2 separate regions of the Mus musculus genome follow, and region 1 is linked to region 2. Evidence: chromatin contacts called from public Hi-C data. All regions are on one chromosome and are shown on one strand. The core of a region is the stretch at or near the end of the contact, and the rest is flanking DNA. Distances in the headings are between cores, read along the strand shown.

Region 1 (4,767 bases), core at 594-3,093, 630 kb after region 2:
AACATTCAGTGACTCTGTGTTTAAAGGGCTTCTGGACACCAAGTCCTTTGCCGGATGATCAGCACACAGACAGATGCATCAGATATAGCATCCTTCTTCTGTGCCTAGCAGTGAGGGTGTGGACATAGTCAGAAGCTGAGGCAGCCCGTGTGGGCTTCAAGGAGCAGGCACTGGGGGGGACCTTTGAGTCTCAGCTGGCTCTGATTTGCAGGCGGCTGGAAGGAGACTTCTGGGGTGAGGGCAATCGTGGGGTGCTTCAGACATGGCCTTCAGGGAGAGCTTCACAAAATACTCCTTGCATGAGCTCTGGCTTCAGTGCAGCTAAGGGACAAGTCTAGCGCTGCTCTCTAAAGCCATTGAGGCCAACCAGTGGGTCCTAGAACACTGGAGAGGGTGGTTCCTGGTGGCCTGCATCCCGGGACCACAGTCATGCAATATAGCTTACACCTATACCTATATCATATCGATTATTATGTATGTACACATAAATGTACATGCACACAATTTTTATTATGTAGAGTGTATATTTTCAAAGTCTCTTATGTGCTACTGTTTGTATATGGTCCCCAGGTAGGTTCTTGAAGAACATCCTCAGCTATTCATGAACTTCAGCAGTGGTGTGAAATTTGGGCTAGCACACATCTATGCTCCTGGGGATGTAGAGCAAGGCTTCTCATTTTAGTTCATACTGTAAAAACACTTTTTCAACTCACTTTTTCAGTGAATGTGAGATAAATTTCATACAGCCTGAGACAGCGCTGTTGCCTGTGAAATCAGCGTGAACGCATCCAGTCTATTAAGTAAGATGCTGCTCACAAAAACACATAAAATAAGGATGCGTTTGGACGGTTGATGAAATGATACGAGCAGAAGCTATGAAAAGCCTAACCCTCTGTTTCCCCTCGGAGCAATGGTTTAATAACTAAAATATCCATGGCAGTTCTATGGAACAAAACTACCATGAGAAATAGTTGACGGCACTTGTACTTTTCAATGTGTGTCCTTGGATGCTCATAACTGCGTGGATATGTATATTGATGGGTCTTCTCTCTAAGCTGGCATGGAGTGTATAACAAGCATGCTTAGCTGGTTAACTCACACTTTCAAGAGATGAGTGAACCTCCCAGCACAGGGAATCGTGAGAAGCTTTCCTAGTTCTCATTAGTCACAGAGCAAGCCTCACTCTCAGTTCAGCCATCCCTCTGCTGCCTATGTTTGAGCAAATGCCCTGAACTTTTCCTTGGCTGATGCGGACACACTTGACTTTAAAACCCTCACAAACCCTGTTTAAATACAAGCTTACAACCTGCAGAGATGGATGCCACGCTGTGTCCCCTTGTGGCATCACAAGACTCACGAGAAACTTTAAATCAGAGAGGGTGGCTCCCCTCTGCCATATCTGTGATGCAGTTGACCATTTCTTGCATTTGATGGGTGAGTTTGGCTTTTGTGGTAGAGGTGGCGATGGTACACTGTTCAGTGGGTCTTCTTCGGGACCCCTTTGTGAGAACACCAGAACTGAGGTCCCGTAATGGCTCTGGGTGAGGACGTGAGGAAGTCTGGGGCTGAGCCTTGGCCTCTGCAGGCTGAGGCAAGAGGCAAGCTCTGCTCTTTGCATCTGTGTTCTGGTTAGCCTTCTCCCTGAGGTCATGCCAAGCCTCTCCAGTGCATTTCTGAGAAATGTACCAGGAGCCAGAAAGCCCCCTCAGAATTTCACTGGGTTAGGGAGGGAGAAATAACCTCTTAGGTTACCAGGGCGATGACCATACAGAGCCCAAGAGAGTGGCTTCTTTGACCTTGCTGGGGACAGGTGGTTCTGGAGGGGAGCATCTGGGTGTTCTCTGGCTTCTGTCGCTGAGGGCAGACTCCTAACAGGCCTTGGTTGGTCAGTGGAGCGAGAGGGAGCACTGAGGCTGAAGAAACCAGAGGTTGGCAGTCATCCCACATAAACACGCTCTGTCGCTATGAATTATTTCCACGGTCTGTGGACGCTGGGCAGAATCTTCGACAGGCTCATTAATAAGAACCCAGAGGGTCTTGCTCTGGTGGCCCAGATTCCTTGGGGTTGGGGGTGCATGGAAGAGTGGGTGGGACATTTCCTTTTCCTCAGAGTCCCTCCCTCCCCCCACAGATTAGAAATTTGGTGTGCTTTCCTTCCCCAGGAGCATTTTTAGAGCGCTGCAGTCTCCTTGGGAAGAGGCTCTTGAAGGCTGTGTTTCACACATGGTCTCAGTGTCCTGACAGAGCAGATCCGTTTCCCAAGCTTCTCCATGGATACCCTGTCTTCTGCCCCCGACCTCTGTATCACATGCCTTCTCTGTTTGAACTCTTTGTTAGCATCCTTGAAAAAAAAAAAGTCATGTGTCATGCTCTCTGCAGTTTCCACTCCCCAGGGAAGGCTTGGGGCTTATTCCTTGCGCTACCATGGCTCTGTGTAGTAACTTGTGACCTGCAACCTAGCCATTCCCCAAGAGAGCTTGCGTTTCTTCAAACGCAATGCAAGGATCATGGCAATTCATTCCTTAAAAGCTTTGTGTTGGGACAAATACAACCCCAGCCTCACGCAGGCCTGGGGCTGGTGAGTCACATGACAGAAGCCAGCTCTTTATGATTTTTAAAAATATACTGTGGTTCTCATTTTCACACCATTGAAACTACTTGTTGTCTAGGACCCACTCTCTTGAGACTGGCTCATTGGAGTAGAGGACCCTGTCCTTCTGTCTGGCTCTGCCATCCTGGGTAAGTCTCCTTCACAGACTCAGTTTCCCCATCTGCTGATGGTGGTACTCAGCTCTCTACAGAGATCAAGTGATCACAACCAAAGAACACTTGGGATGTGAATGTGAGGAATGGTGTACAATGGTCTTTTGCCTTAATTTTCTAGCGTTTGAGTCTTCTTTACCCTGGATGGCTCTGTGCATCCTTCTTAGCAGCAGGATCTCTGGCCTGAAGGCCAGCCAAGCCTCCAGGACCTCTCATCTGTTGAACACTGAGCAGGCAGCCATGTGCCCAGAGGTGCTCAGTATATGAAGAGTAAACTGCACGGTAAAAGCCATGCATTTACAGAGCATGGTCATGCCACAGAAGCTGGATATGGAAAGATGGCAGCTCTATATGCATATGTAAGGTCAAAGCCCACAAAAGGCCTAGCAAAGGGCAGGGTGATCGTAATGCAGCCGCTGCATTATTCATTCAGAAAGGCAACCGTTGCTCTCTGGCTTTGGGAGACGAGGGGGAGAGTAAACAGACATGGGTCCTTGAAGGGACACAGTTGAACAGCTTAGGGACTGACCTGACTGGGGCAACAGGGAATAAAAGAAAGCAGGCACAAAGGCACAGGCGCAGGAAAGCTGGGACCAGGTGGGTCATGTGCTCTGATAGAACTCAGCAGTTCATTTCATACACCCGTACTAAGGAGCTGGGTTGGCTGTCCACAGCTGAACAAGTGTGTAGTATGCAGCTGAAGGAGGAGGGCAGACTTAACTAGTCTTGGTGGGGGTCTCTATGGGGAGCAGTCTCGGGCTGTGAACACACGGGAGGAGGAAGCTGCCCTGGACATTTTCTGCCAGTATCCAATATCCATGCACCAGGGAAAGGCTTTCTAATTCCCGTGAGTCTGAGGCATTGGTGGCATTGACGTGACCACTTTCGTGGCCCTTTTCCTGTCACCAACAAACATTCACTCAGGACTTTATTCACTCCCCGCAGTACCAGGCATATACGAGCAGAAGCATCCTGTCACAGAGTGACGTCATCTTTCTGGAGTCATCTCCTCTTCCCTCGTCGTCCCACTCATTCCTCTCCTGTGCTGACCACATTCTGGGGAAGGCCTGGAAGAAATGGAAGCCATCCTTCACGAGTCCCCCACCAGGTGCTTGGCACGGTGCTCTGCATCTGATGTGAAGTTCGCACTAAGTCCGGGACTGTAATTCTCCTTTTGCTGACAGTGAAAGAGTCCTCAGGAAAGCAGGGTGCCTTTGCGCAAGGCCAACCAGCAAGAAACAGGACCTGGATGACAGAGCCAGCTGCCTCCCCATATGAGGGCACTGGGAGAAGCGGGGTAGGCAAGGAAGGAAGCGGAGTCATTCACTGCCTCAGGCAACAAGCAATAGATTTCCCTAGATCCCGTCTGCTAGGCACTTAGATGCTTGGAAGCTGAGGCTGCAGAAACTGGCTTCTTTCTGACTCAGAGGTGCCATCTTCAGGCCAGCGGAAGTGTTGCAAACAGGAACAAGCACCTGCCCCTCTGCTCTCCACTAGACAGGCACCACCAGATGCTGGCTGGGGAAGGGACCTTCCATCTTAAAATATTCCAGAGTGAGGCAGAGGGATGGACTAGCTCAGAGTTACAGAGTTAGAGATGGCAGAACAGGAGCTGCACCCCTATGACCCCGTCAGTGACCCCTCACTTTCCAGACTCTCTTTCATCATCTTTCATCATGCATCCTCACTTTCTTCCCACTCTCCTCTTCCTCTTTCTTCTTCCCCTTCTTCCTCCCCTCCATCCGACAGCTGTTATTGAGCACTTTGTAGGTTTTGGGCATAGTCTCCCGCCTGGGATAGGAAGTCTGGGTGCGGGAAAGTCTGCTCTCAGGGATCGTTGTTGAATTGATTAGTTGACATCGTAACTTTCCAACTATAGCTGAGATGCATAGAGCAAGTCTTACCACATTTCAGGCCCTCCATAGAGGCTTCGTCTCACTGACTTCTCACAGAATAGAAGATTCAGCCGTGGGGCAGTTTGGGAGCATGCTCAGTAGGACCCAG
Region 2 (5,149 bases), core at 1,234-3,733:
GAGGCGTGGGAAGGGCGCTGTGGGACACAGATGAGGGAAGAACACATTAACTTCAGCAGTACTGAGTGGATGGGGTGGAGGGGTGGGAGGATGCAAGAGCAGAGGACACGAGAATGTTCCAGCAAAAGAGACAAAATTCCAAGCAATTCCCAGAAGCCCTCACTCACCCATCACCTGACTTCAAGTGCGTGGCACTTTCTGATTTCTTGGAAAACAGGAAAATTATCTTGTTGAAGTTCCTGTGTACCCATACCTCAGTAAATATTTGTTGAATATCAAAAATCGAACAAAGCATTTTGTCCTCGCCTCCCTGATTTTCCAGCAAGAAAGAAGTGTGTATTGAATGAGCCTACCTCGTCCCAGGTCCTACCCGCCTGAGAAGCATAGGTGCCAATTGCCTCCCACCAGCTTCTGTCTGACGTCCTTCCCAGCTGTGATACCGTGCAAGCCTTTCTTCTCCACAGAAGGCCTCTAGAGAACTTTCCAACTTTCCAGGCAGCGGCTGTGAAGCCACTGTAATAGTGTAATGGTGTAATAATGTCTCCCTCTCTGCTCCTCTCTGAAGCCTTCATTTCCTCCTCTCCCTGTGTCCTTGCTGGCTTCTTCCCTGTGCACAACTGTCCCTTAAACTATGATCCCGGCTTTTCCCAGACTCTGTCCCCGGACCTGAGGTACCCTTGTCCCTTAGTGCCATCCCCCACCTGTTCAGAGCCATGTGGGTGAGGGGACTTTCAGGAGAAGAAAAAGTTTGTTTTTTCTTCAAAACTAAAGAGTTCATTATTCTTTCCTATTTTGATTCTAAAAGCAGTCCGTTGGTGAGGGAAAAAAAAATTCTGTGAAGTCACATTGCTTCTATGTGAATGAGGCAAATCTCTAGCTCCTGCCTCAGTTTCTAAAGTGTGTCAAAGAGAAATGAGAATAAGCGCATCTTCTGTGCACAAGGATGTTTTTTATGTTCAGATCTGCTCAGCATAGCTTTGCCTACATCCCTGGTGAGGAGTTGGCTGCATATCCATCTACCCAGAGATACTGTTGATGATGCTCATTCATGCGTTAGACATGGTTTGATTTGCCACTGGAAAATAAACGCAGGATCATAGTGGGCACAATGGATGCTTCATGCTGGCCTCTCCTGCCTACCCTACTGAGGTGTTGGCTGCCAACTCTAACTCCCTGCCCACTAAGTTGGTCAGCAGGAGGCATCAGTAGCTGGGGTATGGGAGGAGCGTGAGGTAAGGGCGGTGGTTATTCCTCTAGTACCGTCTCTGTTGGCTTGCCAGGGCTGGCTGTGTCTCTTCTAAGGCTACAGTTCCCAGCAAGCTCTGTTTCCATCACTTGCCCTTCAGCCCCACAAGCAGTTACAGCTTTTGTCCATTGCTCTTGGGCAATGCTCTTCGGGAGTCCTTGCTGCCTTTCCTAACTCTGCCCACACCCATAATTCCCGATTTAAACCTTCCTCAGGTACCTAGCTGAATGTCTCACCCTCCTCTTTTAGACAGGGTCTCATGTATCCCAGGCTGGCTTACATTTTGCTTTGGTGACCAAGGTGACCTTGAACTTCTGGCCCTCCTGAGTGCTAGAATGTAAATATGCACCACCACAGGCAGTTTATGATGCCGGGGCTTCATGCACGCAAGGCAAGCACTCTACCACCTGAGCTACCTCTCCAGGCCCCGTTCCGTCTACCTCTTTCCAAGGCCATAATTTTAGGTAAATTAAATCCATCTGTATGTACAATAAGAAAAGATGTTTGCACAAATGTGACTGTCTCAGAGCCTTAGCATTTTATGTCTTTTTTTTCCCCCTGAAAATTTTAAGCTTTTAAAATAATAAGTGGGCACATCTTAGTAAAAAAACACAACAGTTGCTGTGAAGGTCAGATAAGGGGTGGATATAAATGGTGCTTTGGGTCGCAGTGAGTGGGTCCAGGGTGGGGGTGGGGGTGGTGTCAAGGATGTTCACACTGAGACCTGACTCCTCATTTTCTTCAGTTATGGGGTGGCTGCCCTCTAGAGTGAATGTAAAAGTACCATCCCCCACACTGGATCTGTTCATCTCAGAGCACCTGAGTACACAGTCAAGTTCATACCTGCTCTTTCCCATCTCCCACGTTAGCAATTCCAGTCTCCGTACACCCTGCCTTGTCTCCATCCCTGTGTATCCAGTTCCAGAGAGGACCCAGGAAAAGCCAGGGCTATGAGCTTGCAGAGAAACTGCCCTGTTGGTCTCATGGGTCAGTGTCTGTGCCAAATGAAAGGGAAGGCTTCCAAAGGAATGCCTTTTTCTTTTACTTTTTTTTCTGTTTTGAACTTGGCAATGAATTAATCATTGTTTATCGGGGCAGTGCGATCCTTGCTCCCAGCAATGGTGCTAAGACTTAAATCACAGCCCTTCGGGGGTGGGGAGATGTGGAAAGAGCTAGCATAGCTTAAAGCCCTGTTCCTCTAACACAGGAAAAAATCTCCCTGTTTTCAAGTGGCTGGGAGTGGACTCTGGGCTATTTATAACCTGCTGCTGAGCCGAGGCCTTTGTTTCTGCAGCTGGCCTGGGAGATAATCAGTGCAGTTTTTTTTTTTTCTTCTCTAGCCAGGTCTGCAAAACAGACCCCTTCCTCTGACAGTTCACCCCACCCCTTCCATCCAGAGCCTCTGAGCCTACCCTCCCTTGCTTGGCTTCAGTTTCCAAGAAAGTAAAGGGTGTGCTTACAAGCAGAGAGGCCAGTGTATCTCACTCAGCTCAGAGGGGAACACGAAGGCTTGTGACCTGTTGGCAGATGGATCTGTCTAAAATAGGCCTGGGGAATGTCCACATAATTTGGCACAAAGGGCCCTTAGGAGCTATGGGGAAGGGGCACATACCACAGGCTCCATTGCTTCTCTCAGAAGTTGCTCTGGGTAGAAGAACAGGGTCCCAGAAAGGGCAAATTCTAAAGGCTCCTCACATTGGATGTCTTGGCAGGAGAGGAGCAGAGGCCAAGGTTCTCATGTGAGGCGCCAATTACACGAGTCTCAGCCTTGTCTCTTCCCCACAAGGTGGTGACCACAGGCAGTCTCCTTCACAGCTCAGGACCTGCTCCTTATGTATATAATAGGGGTCTAAACTCATGGTGTCTCCTCACTTTTAAATCTTTACTTATGAGTGTGTGGATATGCACACACCTGTGTGTATGCCAATGGAGCGCAGAAGAGGCTGTTAGAGTACCCTGGACCTGCGGTTAGAAGCAGCTCTGAGTCACTTGACATAGGTGCTAAGAATGGAACTCCAGACTTCTGGAAGAGCAGCAAATGCTCTTAACTACTGAACCATCTTCCCCATAGAAACAGAACTTATCTTACAGATATACACCCAATAATGGTTAGAGTGGAGTTGGGGATGGTTGAGGCAGTAAGCCTACCCATTTAGTATCTTCTTGCTTGACCTAATAGGTGACTGGTGACCAGGAACCTAGGATTTCTGAGAGTTTAATCCTAGAGACTCAATGGCTTGGACATTCTAAGATTTGAAACTCATTCATTCTTCACATAAATATTGAGGGAACCCATACCATGGATCAGACTGGCCTGGGCACTGGACATTAAAAGATGAGTAAGAAAACCAATTCCTTGCCTCCTGGGTCTTTCAATCTAACCAGAGAGAAAAAAAAGAGTTAATGGACAAACCATATGTACATGTGCATCAGTTTTACTGAATTCACTGATGGGGTCTTCCCCTACACCCCACCTTCTGCTATTCGAGTCTATTAGAGGAATCCAGAAGGCAAACATATTTGAAAGTAGGGTCTTTTCAGATGTATTTAGTTAAGATGAGCTAATTGCAAAGAGTAGATTGGGCCCTGAATCCAATGTGACTTGTGTCCTTATAAGTGTAATGACTAGTGTTGACTGTCAACTTGACAGGCACTAGAATTACCTGTGAAATGGGTTTCTGGGCTTATCTATGAAGAATTATCTTCATCAAGTTAAATGAAGCGGTAACTGTGGGTGGCACCATGCCCTATGCTCTTGGACTGTACCAGCCTGGAGAAAGCAAGCTGAGCACTCAAGTCCTTGCATCCTACTGCTCTCTTCTGACTGAAGAAGTTACACAACCAGCTGCTTCAAGCTCCTGCTCCCCCGACTCTCTTGTCATAATAGACTGGACCTTTAACTGTAAGCTAAAATAAACTCTTTTGCCCCTAAATTGCTTTTGTCAAAGTACTTATCACAGCAATAGAAAAATAAACTAAGACATGAGGGGAGAAGAGACCACAAAGTCAACATGGGCCAGATGGCAAGTGATAACCAAGACAGAGACAGGGCTGCGAGCTAAGGAGCATCACTGTGTCTTAGTTAGGGTTTTATTGCTGTGAAGAGAAACCAGTCCATGGCAACTCTTAAAAGGACAGCATTTAATTGGAGATGGATTACAGGTTTAAAGGTTTAGTCCATTATCACCATAAAGGTGCACAGACAGTCATCTGAGTTCCACATCTGGATTGGCAGGCAGCAGAAGAGAGAGTGACACTGGGTCTGGCTTGAGCATTTGAAACCGCAAAGCTTAAAGCATGTCACTCCCAGTGACACACTTCTTTCGACAAGACCACACCTACTCCAACAAGATTACACCTCCAAATAGTGCCACTCCCTATGAGCCTATGGGGGCCACTTTAATTCAAAGCACTACACATGGACTGTCAGCAAACTGGCAAGAATCAAGGAGGGATTTTCCTTTAAGCCGATGGAGGAAGTCTGTCTGTAGTGGTACCTTATAATTTCAGATATCTAGCCTCCAGAATGACTGCTTCCTGCTTCCCTGTGTAATGTAGACAAACTGTGGCTGCTTTAGGCCATGAAGTTGTGTTATATGATATCTTAGCTCTAAAAAGATGAATAAAAACACAGAGTATTACCATTATTTGCAGCTGTTATAGTCGGTGACATAATCACAGGAACTAATTAGCAACTAATAAACCACTGCTTCTGGGGAAAACAGCAGGTTGGACTCCCATGAGCCTCTAGTTTCATTGGCCAACCCACACATGAGCTTATTTCATATGTGTTTATGTTTGAAGAGGCCTTATTTTATATATTCTAATGATTCGCTGACACTGAACTCATGGCCAACAGCAGTACAATTCATGCTTAAATAAGTCATACCTAACACCCATATT

What was found. Hi-C and Micro-C count contacts between places; a contact is called where the count stands out from the background.
Region 1: a Hi-C map of the N1E-115 cell line shows a contact between it and region 2, with 4 times the contacts expected there. The contact joins two enhancer-like sites. A contact is called at or near these places in 1 of 39 promoter capture datasets (cranial neural crest) and 2 of 484 Hi-C or Micro-C datasets (the N1E-115 cell line and nephron progenitors).

The regions. Positions count from the first base shown.
Region 1 is chr15:59,824,453-59,829,219 of GRCm38.p6, forward strand. Gm36819 (a long non-coding RNA gene) reads left to right here. Exons shown (of 3, transcript XR_384128.2): 2 at 2,670-2,739; 3 at 3,709-4,767. Among named protein-coding and RNA genes, the nearest start is that of Gm36819, 3.4 kb to the left of the region's middle. Within about 2 kb of position 1,844, at least 42 of the 459 cell types and tissues checked have an H3K27ac peak or open chromatin away from gene starts, as enhancers often do. A contact at or near this core is called in the N1E-115 cell line and nephron progenitors, where this site is marked.
Region 2 is chr15:59,195,423-59,200,571 of GRCm38.p6, forward strand. No RefSeq gene overlaps it. Among named protein-coding and RNA genes, the nearest start is that of Gm36617, 48 kb to the right of the region's middle. Within about 2 kb of position 2,484, at least 177 of the 459 cell types and tissues checked have an H3K27ac peak or open chromatin away from gene starts, as enhancers often do. A contact at or near this core is called in the N1E-115 cell line and nephron progenitors, where this site is marked.